Linked DNA regions of Mus musculus: regions 2 and 3 are each linked to region 1. The links are chromatin contacts, called in public Micro-C maps. All regions are on one chromosome and are shown on one strand. The core of a region is the stretch at or near the end of the contact, and the rest is flanking DNA. Distances in the headings are between cores, read along the strand shown. Region 1 overlaps Sgpp2 (sphingosine-1-phosphate phosphatase 2). Region 2 holds the start of Sgpp2 (sphingosine-1-phosphate phosphatase 2). Region 3 overlaps Sgpp2 (sphingosine-1-phosphate phosphatase 2).

Region 1 (4,662 bases), core at 627-3,126:
GTGTAAACGAATCCTTCCTTCCTTCCTTCCTTCCTTCCTTCCTTCCTTCCTTCCTTCCTTCCTTCCTTCCTTCCTTCCTGAGACAAAGCCTCCTGTATTCTAAGCTGTCATTGGACTCACTCTGTGTCTGGAGATGCCCTTGAACTTTTGACTTTCCTGCCTCCAATGCCCTGAGTTCTGGGCTAAGAGGTGCTATGGTGTTATGCCCTAGTTTTACTCCAGGCTGACGCTGGGGCTTCCTGCACGTTAGGCAAGTGCTCCACCAACCGAGTAGACTCCTTGGCACCAAGGTGATGGGAACTTTCCTGAACAATTTTAAGTAGAATCATAGGTCTGAGCGTTTATGTAATGTTGTATACTTTACACCAAGTACTACCTGGTGTCTCTACCTTGAAACTCTTCTCTCGAGAGCATGAGAGCGGGGATGGCTTCCTGAAATGCCCAGTGTCTTTCTGAACTGTTACACACGGACCCCCTATAATGGTTCTTCAATCACTGCATACAGGAAGCGCTCAATACATTCCCAGATGAGCACACACATCCTGGCACCAAACAGGCATCTTTCGAGGAGCCATCTGAGTGGCACCTGGTGTGCTGAGAAGCAGAATGGCCACTTGTGGCTTTCCTAAGCAACAGTGGAAATGTTCATCTCTGGAAATGTTTTTGAAGGTTTGGGGGTTTTGGGGGGGGGGGGTTGTTTTATTTGTTTTGTTTTGAGACTAGTGGTAGAACCAGCCTCAGCTACAGAATAAGACCTTGTCTCAAGGAAAGTTATTTAAAAATAAAGCTTAGAGCATTTGCAGTTCTTCTATGTAGAAGTATTTACAAAATAATTTTGTTATAAGAGATTTACAGTCCCCAACTTGGAAATCTCACTAGATATGGCTCAAGTGTCTTTCTTATGAAAATACCTAAATACCTTTATTATAGTATCACTTTCCATGGATGAAAATCCAAATGTATGACTAGAAGGGAGGGGGAAAACTCCATATTCGGCCATGATGGCTAAAATTAGTTTTGCCTCAAATGCTGGGGCTGTGGACTAAAATAATTTAGTTTGGATTGAAGATGAACACAATTAAGTTTATAAAGACTATTCCAACCAGATGTCAGGGACTTTGGCAACCATAATTACAAAAGAAGACAGGAGGAACCAGGGTAAATTCTTATTTATACTTTGAAACAATGGGTAGCCAACACCCCAGCCTCCTGACTCTGCCAGCTAGTGTCTGGTCTACTCTAGTCCTGACGCTTTGAGAAAGACTGCAAATAAATCGGCAACCTTAGCTCAACCTTGACTTTCTGGCCGGAAACTTTTAATGAGCCCAGAGGAAAGTATTCATCACAGCAAAGACAAAATAAGGCAAGTGTATGAAGTGTGCTCTTAGCCTTTCGTTCAGGGCCAAGGGAGATCACTGCCAACTGTGGGGATACATGACAGTGCGTGAGAGAGGCATAGCCCTAGAGCCGAGCCTTAGAGAGGAGCTGTAAGAACTTGCCAGGTAGAGATGGCTGGAGCACACTTAGCTTCTGAAAGGAATACAAAACTGTCCTCGGTGTGTTTAACAAACAGCAAGTGGGCTCAGCCTTGACCAGAGAAGCTTCTGTTTGCAGTGGACAGCGGTTACGTGGGCAGAGACCAAGAACTGGTCAGAATATGGAACTAAGTGTCTCTTGAGAGCACAGTCCTAAACAGGACATCTGCACCACGCCCTCTAAGGCTCAGGGAACGCTGTGGAAGAGAGAGCAGAAAGAAAGACCAAGGCCAGAGCACGGGGAAGTGCGCTGTGAAAAGATGTTTTCAGGACCTGGCCTTGCACTCAGGAACTTACAGCAGCAGAAGCAATCCCAAGACCTGCTCAGGACAGCGCCCAGAAGTAGCCTATCAGGGAAAGGGGCGGGGCTCATGAGGCCCCGCCTCTCCCCAGGGAACCCTTAATGGTTATTAGGGAAGTCTTTTTCTTTCTAAGTAGAAGTTGCCCATGCTCCAACTCACTGTGTAGATCAGGCTAGCCTCAAACTCAGAGAGATCTGCCTGCATGCCTCCCAAGTACTGGGATCAAAGGGGTGGGCCACCACGCCTGGCTCAAAAAACAAAACAAAACAAAAAAGTTTAAAATTTCAGAAAGCAAGCAGACCCATTTGCGTGCCGTGGGAAAGCAGTGCGGAATTCCTGGAACCTGTTGAGGATTTGGACCGTGCTCAGGCTCTAGGCTGCTGTCCCTGGGTTTATTTACTTTTGTTCTAACTTTACATTCACTGAATCCAGATTATGCTGGGGACTATGCAGAGTGTAGATTCCTGGCTGCACTCTGGATCAGATGGGGGAAGAGTGTGGCACAACCTAGGACCTTCTGGGAAGAGAGTTTCGACTGATTAATCTGTCAGTCTCCATGAGACCTGCAGCCATCAAGGCAGCCGCAAGAGCAACCATGGCTGGAGGGCCAAGGAAGAGTGAGCCATCTGGCCTTGGGAGACTTTCTTCCAGAAGGGACCTGAGCTGCTTTATCTCTGTGGATGAGGCAAATGCCCCTTTTATCCCTGTTGACTTCCTTCGGGGTCAAGACTGGCGGAGGTGACGAGCTGTCTCCAACTCTTAACAGTAGTGTTCCTTTAAACACATAGACAAAATACTCTGGTCCTCAGCGGACCCTCTGCACGGAGGTCCCTGCTCACCCCGCCGTGCATGGGCAGACTCAGGTGCTTAATTCAATTTCACATAAATCCAAAGGAAATAAAAAGCACATCCAGGTGATAGAGAATTCCAGTGTGGAGTCCCCTTCCCTACTGTGTACCCAAGTGCACTGCTCTGCAAATATGTACCTGCCTGTGTTCCAAGCTTTTTGTCAGTCAAAATAGAACCATGTCTTACATATACTACCCAGCAGCTTGCCTCGTTACTTATTGGAGGATTTAACGGTTTGCTATGCTGTGTCATTTTAAAAACATCATCCTTTTAAGCCGTGTAGAAATAAGCATGTAAAAACTCTGCTCAACAAAGTGTTTCTAAAGCCATGCAAGGAAATAAATATATTATCTGAAATTGGGTTGTCTATTCAGTTCCTTAAAATGTTATAGCAGCCAGGAGATCTTTAAATCCAGGTGGGCAGAGCCTCCAAAAGCTGTCTGCCTCACAGATCCCAGCTCCTGTTAGCTTCTGTCACCTGCTCTTGGCAGGTAAGACGGGCACATGAATGGCATCCTCGAGATGGAGGTCCCCTGTGTACCTTTTTACAAGGTAGATATTCTCACTCACATAGTTCCTTCCCGTTGCTGAGCTTTCTGGGTACAGAGCTCTATCCACGATGGATCCAACGGAAACATACATGTTGACCCCCATTTCAATCGCAGAGAAACTTGAGCAGGACAAACTCCACCTACTGGGGTGATCCCGCATCCTGAGTTAGCCGCTGAGCCGTGCGAGTGCGTTCTTGGTCAACGAGGACTGTTGAACAACCTTGAGAACCGTCTGTGCTCCTGACCACTCACTCCACACAAACCCAAGTGCTTGGTGAGTGGAGACTTTGTGTCTACTCCACTAGTCATGGAGAAAGCATCTCTGCTTCTTCTCAGGTACCAACAGGACAGCGTTGGCAGCTGCAGTCCTCACTGAAGGCACTGGCTTTTCCCACATAAGCAGTCAAATCAGGCTCCATCTGGATATGTTCCCAGAGGGGTTGAATGTAGTCAGTAGAAAGCTCTGCTCGTCATTACCCCAATGGCCCAGGCCCACCTGACCTTTTTAAAACTGCTTGGAGAATCCTCCTGTCACAGCAGTGTCCTGTGGTGTAAACAGTTAAATGCAATGCTCCTCCTAGAGCGGGACTTGCCATGACCAGCAACCCCACCATGAAGAACATGACAACCTTGATTCAGCTGTTGGCAGTTACAGCTCCTGAGCCAGGTCCCCGGGTGAGGCTGCTAGTTCAAAAGAGAAATCTGTACTTTAAAAGCTACTGACAAGTTTCTGCCCCACGAAGCATGCAACATTTTACACACAGATGAGTGGAAGATGGCTTCATTAACAGCTTTAACTTGCCCTTGGGTTTCTTGAATCAGAGTCTCACAATAGAGCCCAAACTGGCCTTGAACTCACCATCCCCCTGCCTCCACTTCCCAAATGCTGAGACTCCCTACATGCGTCACCATGCATTCACCACCATGCCCAGCTAACAGGATGTTGTCTGAGGACTGGGTGGGGCACAGATTCTAGGAGATCCTCAGCACAGTCTAAGAAGGTAGGAGTTCAAAGTTAGGAGCCTCTCTAGGTCTCTGGGGGTCCCTTAAAATGCAGCAGCTAACACTTGGCAGTGTTAGATGGGACCAAAAGAGCCTGAAAGCATTTCCATTTTCATTTGTTTAAAGTATTTTCTTAGTTAAAAAATTGACAGTTATTGGCATAAGACTTTATGAATTTGGGACTGGTAAGATGGCTTAACGGGTAAAAGATGCCTGGTTAGCACCAAACCTGATGATCTGAGCTATTCCTAGCAACCACATGGTGGAAAGGACCCAACTCCCTTTGACGTCTACAGGCCCGCTGTCACATGCACACATGTGCACACACCATATAATGTAATCGTTCAAAGTTTTATGAAGTCTAGCACAACACATAAATTTTTTTTTTAATTTAAAATTCTTTTTTTTTTTTTTAAAGATTTA
Region 2 (4,662 bases), core at 1,145-3,644, 100 kb before region 1:
GAAGGCAGCTCAAGTCATTGAGTTAGCCACTAGCCATACAGTGGGACCCGTATAACAGAGAGAAATAAATATCTGTCTTCTTAGAACCACTGTCTTTTGGAGTCTGCTCATTATAGCAACTTAGGCAAACCCCTAACTAATATATCCAATACTGATTCCTTCAACATATGTCACTGTCTGCACATGGTATTACATACCTGGAATCTAGAACTTGCCAGGCAGAGGCAGACATATTTGAGAATCTGAAGACATTTGAGGCTATATCACAAAGCCATGTCTTTAAAAAATAAAATACAAAGGGCCAGAGAGATGGCTCTGTGGATAGGAGCACTTGCTGTGAGTGCATGAGGACCGAAGGATGTGGCAATGTGGCATTTGTAGCCCCAGCAACTGTGGAGGGCAGAGCCAGCCTAGCTCCAGGTTCTGTGAGAGAGCCTGCGTCAATGGAAGGAGACATAGGATGTAGAGCAGGACCTTTGTCACAGTGCATATTGCTGTAACTGGCTCGTGATGCCTCTGAAGATTTTCACAACAGTCTCTTAAGAAAGACAATAAATGAAGACTAGTGTCTCATCATAGAAGGAAACAAAAACCACGGTGACTTATCTCAGGGTTCATGAGTCACTAAAAACTTGAGTCAAAGACCTGAAAGAAATCTAATTTGGTACCACATTAAGTATGACATATTTTGACATATTTTTAGGTTTCTCTCTCTCTCTCTCTCTCTCTCTCTCTCTGTCTCTCTCTCTCTCTCTCTCTTTCTGAAATAGAAAGGTTGGAGCGACCCATTTAGGAGACATGCAATTCAAGGGTCTTCCTGGGAGAACATATTCTTTAAATGTATAAAGGCTCAGGTTGGGAGCTACTGTAATGTCAGCTGTTAAAATCAAACTTTGGGGGTGGGAGAGGACTGAAATGCTGGCTCAGCAGTTAAGAGCACTGGCTGATCTTCCAGAGGTCCTAAGTTCAACTCCAGCAACCATATGGTGGCTCACAACCATCTGTAATGGGATCTGATGCCCACTTCTGGTGTGCTCATACACATAAAAATAAATAAATAAATCTTTAAAAACAAAAATCACTACAGCACTAGGGGTGGAGGCAACTGCCTTTTCAGCCACACATGACTGAGTATGACATAGGGCTGCATTTTCCTCTGGAAGAGGAAAGAAAATAGAATCTCTGAACAAGCCACTGCTGACTTAGCGACCTTGACATGTTCTCCAGATAGGACTAAGGAACAAGGGAGTCAGAAAACTGGAATGAGAGGGGACCAGATCATCTTCACGTATCAGGAACCGAAGACTTCCCAGCCTAGAAGGACAACTGGATAAGCAAGGGTGGTGGCAGGTGTTCATGCACGGTCCTTTATTCCGCCAAATAGCAGGCTTTAAAAGGGCGGCCAGGAAACCCCCCCCCCCCCCCCCGCAGCCTTCTGTTCCCAACTAAGGATTGGATTATAGTTTTGCTGCAGGCCAATCACCTGGCCCTCGTTTAACTGTTGCTTCTCACTCCCTGCAATGAGGTACAGAGGTCATCTTAGGATCTCAGAGACCCGGAAGGGAGGTTTAGGAAAGCTCAGGAAAAACCATCTGCAGGACGTTTCCTTTGCTCTTCTAAGCAGTGGCTGGCGCCTGGTAGTCGCTCAGTACCTTGTTCCCTTTGGGTCTAAAGTCTTCCCAAGGCCAAAAGGGAGGAGGTATGTGGGAGGGAGGGAGAAAGAGAGGAAGAGAGAGAGAGAGAGAGAGAGAGAGAGAGAGAGAGAGAGAGAGAGAGAGAGAGAGAGAGAGAGACCACACACACACACACACACACACACAGCGGGTAGGAGAGAGAAAGAGATTTCTATTTTTCCATAAAATCACCCGGGTTGACTCTCCGCATTTCTGCTATTCTTTCTCAAATTTGAATGAGGTGACTGGCCTGTGAGAAGGAAACATTTCAGGAAGTTTAGAAATCACTGAGAATTCTCCCTAGGAACCAGACTCCCTGGGAATTAAGTCTTTCAGAAAACAAGCAAAGGTTGGGGCAGGGAGCTGGGATGTGGGGGACACATGTGTAGTGGCGACCAGTTTCACCTTGAACTCCAGATTTGAAAGGAGGGTCACAAAGCGTCCAGGCTTCCGGCAGCACTTGGAAGGATGCGCGGGAGTGGGGATGGCGCATAGGTCATGCACGTGGACCCGTCCACGCAGTTGCAAGCACACTCTCCAGCAGGCAGGTAAGGGGCTGGGGCCGCCCGGTTGGCTAGGAAGGGGACGGTGACGTGTGCAAGGTGGTGGCGGACACCTGGGCTTGCCCGCGTGTAGGGCGGGCGCTAGGACCCGGGTGGCGCACCTGTTGGCTGGCACCGCGCCCCGCCCGTCCTGCGCTGGGAGCATCGGGCTGCGGAACGCGAGGCCAGGGCGCACGCTGAGGACACGGACGCGCGTGGCTGCGGGTCGGAGGAACGGGGTCACGGCTCACCATGGCCGAACTGCTGCGGAGCCTGCGGGATTCACAGCTCGTGGCGCGCTTCCAGCGCCGCTGCGGGCTCTTCCCAGCGCGGGAGGTCAGTCCTAGGGAGAAGGGCCTTTCGAAGTGGGCGACAGGGGTCCCGGAGGTCTCTCATCTCTCCGACAACCGGGATTCGGTGTCTGCCGTTGGGGAGGAGGGCGACGGCCGCCTGCTTACCTGCGGCTCCGGGTGACTCCTAGATGGGGATTGGAGGGCTCCAACCGCCGCCACCCGGCTTCCATCCTAGGAAGGGCACGGCGGGGAACAGTCACCCGATGCCACCCTTTCTCGCTGCAGGTGGCAGTCAGTCACTTCTTTTCAGACACCACCTTTGCATGCATCCGCGGAAAGACTTTCTACTTTAATTACTTTAGTGAGTAAGTTCGTTAGATTCCACCCAAAGTGTGAGAGTTACGTAACTGAAAAGAGGAGCGGGGATGTCCTTGGCACTTCCCTGGGACACAGCCTGAGAACTCCTCAAAGTCCTTAGGTTGCTGCCGCATCCCCCCTTCCTACTCCGTGCAGACATCCCAGTCGCGCGCTTTGCTTTGCTGAACACCCGCCCTGGACTCCTCTGGGAATTCACAGCCCCGCCCCCCAGCTAACCTAACCTCAGAGATGGGAGTTCAACACTGTCTCCCTCCCGACGTCCCCCTAGTTTTGGAGGCACTGGTTGGTCTTTTATGATTGGCTCTTACGGCCTTTTCGGTAGATGCTTTGCATCCGGAGCAAGGTTATACAACCCTACTGCAGCTTTGCGTTATGAGGTGCACAGGGACTCCTCCAGGCTGAAAGGACCAGGCAGGCGGCAGATGGCAGCTAGGAAAGCTTGTCTCCCTTGGGCACCACCAGCAGCTGCCCTTTCCCTCGGCTTAAGTAGAAAATAACAAACCAGGACAGAAGCAATTCTACTCCGCCTCCCCCACCCCCCTTCTTCAGTGTTTTATTCTTTCTGAGAGATTCTGGTGACTGGAAGGTGACACGTCCTTATATATAGATAACTACTTAAGAACCTGGCGCTTGTGTAGGACAGAATAATAGAGGCATCAAATTACAGAATTCATTTGAAAAGTGGCAGTAGGCTAGTTGTGTATTCTCAGCTAGAGAAATTCTTCAAAATATTTTCACTTTATAGTTACTTCACGGCATGCTGATAGCTTTGAGATTAATTCAAGACATCTCTCTTTGCCAGAGCCTTGCCTCAAAAGGTGCTAGCACATAAGCCCAATGCCCCACCCCCACGGGAAGCGTTTTCCTGTACAGGCGCTCTGTTTAGGCTCAGGACCAGCGCGGGGGTGGGGGTGGGGGGCTGCACTCTATCCGACTTGTCTCCCCTGTACCTGCTCTTCCTCATTCAGGACTGAATTTTTCCACTAATGTTTCTTAAATTGTTTTTACACAATCCCCTTGATTACTTGCCTGCACATTCTGGGGAAGGCTTCTTCCTTCTTGTAGTCCCAGATAGTCTGGGGAATCAAGGAGTGGGGTTCTCGTTCCCAGCGCTTGGATTACTGAAGTCCATGAAATAAGTAAAAGAAAACTGAAAGTTCAGGATATTAAATCCCTGTAGTAGCCATAACAGGAAAAAAATTAACTCAAGACCTTTTGATAAGGGAAGGGTTCATGAGGTTTTTTTTGTTTTTAGGTTCATTTTAAAAGATGTGGAAAGGTTAATCCTTAACAAACACATGGAACGTTCCCCCTGAGAAGTAATTGCATCCCTGCCCCCAGATAACTCACAGGGCTTCAAGGGGGCCACTGGGATAACTCTGCCCACAGCCCTGTTTTCTTTCTCCCTTGGTTTTTACAAACCAGGTGGTGGCTGAACAGCCCTTCCAGTGTTTTTTGTTTGTTTGTTTGTTTTTGTTTTTTGTTTTCTTGGGGTTTTTTGTTGTTGTTTGTTTTTTAACTGTATGGATCTGTAGCCCAGGCTAGCCTTGAACTGATAAAACTGCCTGAGCCTCCCAAGGGCTGGGGTTTTAGGTATGTACTGTCAAAGCAGACACCCTTCAACTTTCGAAGGCAAGCTCCTCGACATGCCCTTTGCTGTCTTGGGGCTCTTTCTGGTTCTGGGAATTCTCCTGCTTCTTGAGGGTTGTTGGCTGTAGAATGGCCTACACTGTGTAACTGTGCCTTTGTGTGGGGAATCTGATGGACGCCCAGCTT
Region 3 (4,662 bases), core at 803-3,302, 65 kb before region 1:
TATAACACTATGTACATGTATGACATTATGTACTTGTATGACATGTACTTGTATGATACTATGTACATGTATGACACTATGTACATGTATGGCATTATGTACATGTATGACATTATGTGCATGTATGACATTATGTACATGTAAGGAAAAGTCATGAGAGCCACCGTCTCCTTTTGCCTTCACACTTTTATAGTCTCTCTCTCTGATTTTTCCTGGGAATATAAAAATAAATGTCTAGGTGAGGCATCAAGACTGACCAAAAATAAAATTCTACTCAGGTCTAGCTTGGCAGGCCAGTGGATTGAATTGAAATTACCTATAGAATAATGGATAAGGGGTTTGCTACAGGGCTGTGGGCAACTTATGGGTGGCCACACTACTAAGGAGTTCCACCCCTCACAATTGTGAACTGTTTATAAATTTTTAGATGAGATGTGCCACTTATATGCTATCTTGTGAACCACATGTCAGAGGTCAGCTTTGGGCATTATTCCTAAGTAGCTGTCTACCTTGTTGGGCTTTGTTGTTGTTGATTGTTTTTTTGTTTTTGTTTTTTTGTTTGTTTGTTTGTTTTGTTTTGTTTTGTTTTGTTTTTGTCAGGATCTCCCATTGGCCTGCAGCTCTCCAGTTAGGCTCTGCTGGCTGGCCATCACCTCTCCAAGTCTGGGATTATGAGTGCATGCCACAAAGCCTGGCTTTTTAAACATGGATTCTGAGAATCAGTTTTGAATGCCTTTTCTGACAGACAGGTAATTGCAGTTGCTCTGGTGATCAACAGCAAAAGTCATACTCAGGAGACAGTTCTATAGGCCATCCCTAGGACTCGGGGTGTAGCCCATGGAGAACTTTCCTGGTATGGGTGGAGCTCTGGAGCCCCAGAACTTCAAAAAATGAAAATAAAAGAAAAAAAATTAAGCAAAACATCTGTAAGCAGTTTCTGTTCACAGTTATAACAGGATCTCAATGTGTTCTGGAGTGTAATGGATTCTTAGTGGAGACAGCTCACACCGTTCTACTCACATATTAGCCCTTTCACACTTCAATGTGTGATCGAAGCACGAGAGACCCTCGTCACAATTCCAGGGGACTCTAGATCTTTGGATCCTTTTGAGGGGCTAGGAATCCGAATTTGTATGTGACATCCATGCTGCTGTCTAGAAGCCACACTTCAATGGACAAGGGCTTAGATGCTACTGAAGACATCCTTTTAACTAGAGAAGTGCCCATACATGGCAGTCTGATGAGATGTATAACTGGTTTAATATGGCAGTCTTCTCTGATGGGGGTGATTGGTGGGGACCTCCATCAGCCACCCTCTTTATGTTTTGTTTTTTGAGAAGGGTCTCACTATGTAGCCCTGGCTGACCTGGAACTTGATATGTAGTCCAGACTGTCCTTAAATTCCAAAAGATCCTCCTACCTCTGGGATCAAAGGCGTGTGCTATCACCCCTGACTCTATCAGCCATTCTGACATGAAGGTACAAGACTTTAAATGTTCTTTTTCTTCCTTCCAAGTCTTTGAGCCCACAGTCACCCGGATTTATTGTTTCCCTTGGATGCGCAGAGACGACAGAGACAAGCCATTAAGGTCTAGTTTCCTTCCTTACCGAGAAGTCATAGTTCTTGTGCCATTTCTGACACATCAGGATTATCAGCTGAGGTCAGCCAGTACTTTCTGGAAAGCGTCTTCCTGTGGGAAGCAATGAGAACCACAGTCAGCACACTTGGCCATCCCTGAGGTCTGTGTCTGTAGGTGTAGGAACCACAGTCCGTGTTTACTGCGCAGGAATCCCCAGTGTCCTACGCCGCCGGTGGTGCTGCATCCTGGATGAAGCCCAGAGCCTGCGGGAGAATTCAGGGTGGGTCGGCCCTCAGCCTGTGGCATTCAGTTGCCATCCATGAAAGAAAGACTCACTTTCTCTGGGTTTCATCAAATTGTTTTGGTTCCTGTGGTTTCTTACTAAATAACTATCATCAAATCCCACATGGCAAAGCCAAGGCCTGACACAGACGCGGGCATTACTCATCTGGATGGACCGAGAGGCTCGCTGAGTTCTCAGTTTTAATTTCAGATAGAAGATGGGAGCATGCAGAGGTCACTCACAGGCAGAGCCTCCTTCCCCCTTCCTCTCTGTCAAAGTCTGAGTCACCCTTCCAAGATAGTTTCCTTGCCTCTTTCTCTTTCATCCTGTTTTTTTTTTTCTCTCTTCTCTTAAATTTGTTTGCTTTCTTTGCTGTATATCCCACCAAGAGCAGATAGCCTTCTGTAATCCTTTCCCTTTATACTATCAATAGAAATAATGCAAGCACTCCTACTATTGATTAAGCAGAAACCATGTGTCTGATTCACCACATGTGTTCGCCATGCACATTCATTTGGTCTTCCCAATGCCTTGATAAGGGAAGCTGCTTTTGCAGGCTCACAGCAGAACATGGCAGCTCAGAGGTGTCCAACAGATGTGCCATTAGGTCCAGGGTGTCAGAACACCCAGACCCTCTGAGCTTCTCCTCTCCTTGTAACTCAGCCAAAGGTTGCAGCAAGTTGAGTAGGCTTATGGACTTCCCACCCACAGAGGGCTTCACCTCACCTGCTGTAAGATGGATACAGAATGGTTCTTCTGCCTTGGCTCATGGTATGGCCCATGCCTATTCTCAAGTCAGACTTCATTTCTTCAGCGGCATGCCTGAGCTGTGGCCCTTAGATGACCTTAAAGTTTACCCCCAAAGCTTTTGCACAGGGTGAAAGAGTCAGGCACGGTGGTACAGTGCTGTACATGGTGAGAGGGAGGAGGCAGGAAGCAAGGCTGAGAGACTTTAAGGTCTTGGGAAGATTCAGAGAGCACTGTCCGTGTGAATGTGTGAGAGAGTAGAATACAAAACACGATGCTTCCATGTGCTCTTGCAGGTGGGGGCAAGGAAGTCTCGCTGGAAGTGTCTTTGGTCCTGTAACCACTAGTGCTTAGGGGGCTTCTTGGGTGCCCTTGCCAGCCTTTGCCTCCTCTGACACAAGGGTGAAGGAAAAAGTGCAATGTAGCAAAGATGGAGTCAAAACCAGGATGAAGAATATGTTCCAGTACTTCAGAGGCTGGGGCAAGCAGAACTCTGAGTTTGAGGCCAGCCCAGTCTGCAGAGTGAATTCCAGGATAGCCAGGGCTACACAGAGAAACCACTTCTTGAAAACAAAACAAAAACGAAACAAAAGTCCTCAGACCTTGTAAAAGGCTCGGGGCATGTTAAGTAATGCTACATTTAAGGTGAACACAGTCACAGTTGAGTGAAAACACCTATACCCACCCAGGGCTTTGCAGTGGGAGGGGACAGCAGACATGTTCAAAGAGGCTGAACCTGAGGGGTGGGACAATGGGTAAGTTGGCTTTCGCTTTTGACTTTTCAGATGGTTCCAAGTGAAATGTGTTCATCAGAAAAGCAAGGGCTAAATCAGATACCAGGGAAGAAAAGGAAATATAAAAAACTCAAGCTTTCGTCTCAAAAATAAAGTTAAAACGATAAGTCACGGGGCACAAAGAAACCAGAGGGTCAGCAATGGACTGGGTGGGGAGCCCATTGTTTCTTCATTGTGTGCTGTTTCTTTAGTGTTCCTTTTATGTGTGTATACACAATTTCAAAGCTCTTCCTGAGTTTATTTTTGTGACTGGTGATTTTAAGCTCCATTAGACCCACCCTTCCAGTGGGGAGCAACAATTTGAAACTGTGGAGGAGGCTGAAGGGGAACCTTACAGGCTTTGCATGTAGAAAAGACTTAGGAGGGGTATGGGGAAGGCCAGGCCCTCTGGATGGAGTGCCCTCTCCTGTTGCCAGCATGTCCTTCCCAGTCTGGTCCATCCCGGTGACACAATGATGTCTGCTGCCAAAAAGGGACAAGTCATCTCTGGGAGGGTGGGATGGACCAAAGAGGGAAAATGTTCCCCAAGCCCTGTCTTGTTCTTACCCTCCTGGGTTCTTTAAGACTCGTAGAAAGTGGAAAGGAGATTTAAGATATGGGGGAGGGGGAGTCCTGTGGCGCAACTACCTTTGTGCTCCATCCTTCTCTGTGTCACACACACTTCTCACATGAGAGTCTCGGATAGAAAAAGTAGCCAGCTAGAAGCTCTGTACCCAAGGAAGAAGGAAGTCCTCAGATAAAACCTTGGCTTGGTATTGAGGTAATTGGGTTTTAGATTTGTTACTATTAATTTTAATGTTTGCTTTTAACTCCAACACGAGTAAAAAGATTATTAAGGAGAAAAATCTTACACATGTCTGAATAGCTGTCTTATGCTTTGGTGACTTCTTTTAAAGTTTTAGAAAATGTTTTTGAAGATGGCAGTGCGATGCTGGGTGCCATGGTACATACCTGTAATCCTCTCAGGGAGCTGAGAGGGAGGAAGACTTGAGGCCAGGTGAGGCTTTATCAAAACTGCAAAAAAACAAAACAAAACAAAAGAAAAAAACTGAAGGCAAACCAAACCAAGGAAGGAAAGAATGATGGAGGGAAGACAAAGAAGGAAGGATGGAGGAATGAATGAAGGAAGCGAGGGTTGGTTAGGGCTCAGTGGTACAACTATTATCTAGTATTTGCAAAGTCCAGGGTTTGCTCATTCAAACTGAAAAAAAAAATTCTTTAGAGGGAATTCAGACCAGATAGGGACATAAAGCAAAGT

Evidence for each region. A called contact is a pair of places that touch in the nucleus more often than the background predicts.
Region 2: a Micro-C map of granulosa cells shows a contact between it and region 1, with 2.7 times the contacts expected there. The contact joins the promoter of Sgpp2 here to the enhancer-like site in region 1. A contact is called at or near these places in 9 of 39 promoter capture datasets (the HPC-7 cell line, cranial neural crest, embryonic stem cells and 5 more), 20 of 484 Hi-C or Micro-C datasets (the HPC-7 cell line, Sertoli cells, adipose-derived mesenchymal stem cells and 14 more), 1 of 115 datasets of contacts at active chromatin or transcription factors (embryonic stem cells) and 2 of 9 other capture datasets (adipose tissue and pancreatic islet).
Region 3: a contact with region 1 is called in a Micro-C map of granulosa cells, with 2.5 times the contacts expected there. The contact joins two enhancer-like sites. A contact is called at or near these places in 12 of 484 Hi-C or Micro-C datasets (the C2C12 cell line, the G1E-ER4 cell line, the HL-1 cell line and 6 more), 1 of 115 datasets of contacts at active chromatin or transcription factors (embryonic stem cells) and 1 of 9 other capture datasets (embryonic stem cells).

The regions. Positions count from the first base shown.
Region 1 is chr1:78,411,000-78,415,661 of GRCm38.p6, forward strand. All of the region lies in intron 4 of Sgpp2 (sphingosine-1-phosphate phosphatase 2), which reads left to right. It also overlaps the pseudogene Gm19072. Among named protein-coding and RNA genes, the nearest start is that of Gm51634, 57 kb to the left of the region's middle. Within about 2 kb of position 1,877, at least 11 of the 459 cell types and tissues checked have an H3K27ac peak or open chromatin away from gene starts, as enhancers often do. A contact at or near this core is called in granulosa cells and stem cell-derived cardiac mesoderm, where this site is marked.
Region 2 is chr1:78,307,952-78,312,613 of GRCm38.p6, forward strand. It overlaps Sgpp2 (sphingosine-1-phosphate phosphatase 2), which reads left to right and starts at 2,395. Exons shown (of 5, transcript NM_001004173.2): 1 at 2,395-2,551. The coding sequence starts at 2,468.
Region 3 is chr1:78,345,684-78,350,345 of GRCm38.p6, forward strand. The region is part of intron 1 of Sgpp2 (sphingosine-1-phosphate phosphatase 2); the gene reads left to right. Among named protein-coding and RNA genes, the nearest start is that of Gm51634, 8.8 kb to the right of the region's middle. Within about 2 kb of position 2,053, at least 35 of the 459 cell types and tissues checked have an H3K27ac peak or open chromatin away from gene starts, as enhancers often do. A contact at or near this core is called in granulosa cells, where this site is marked.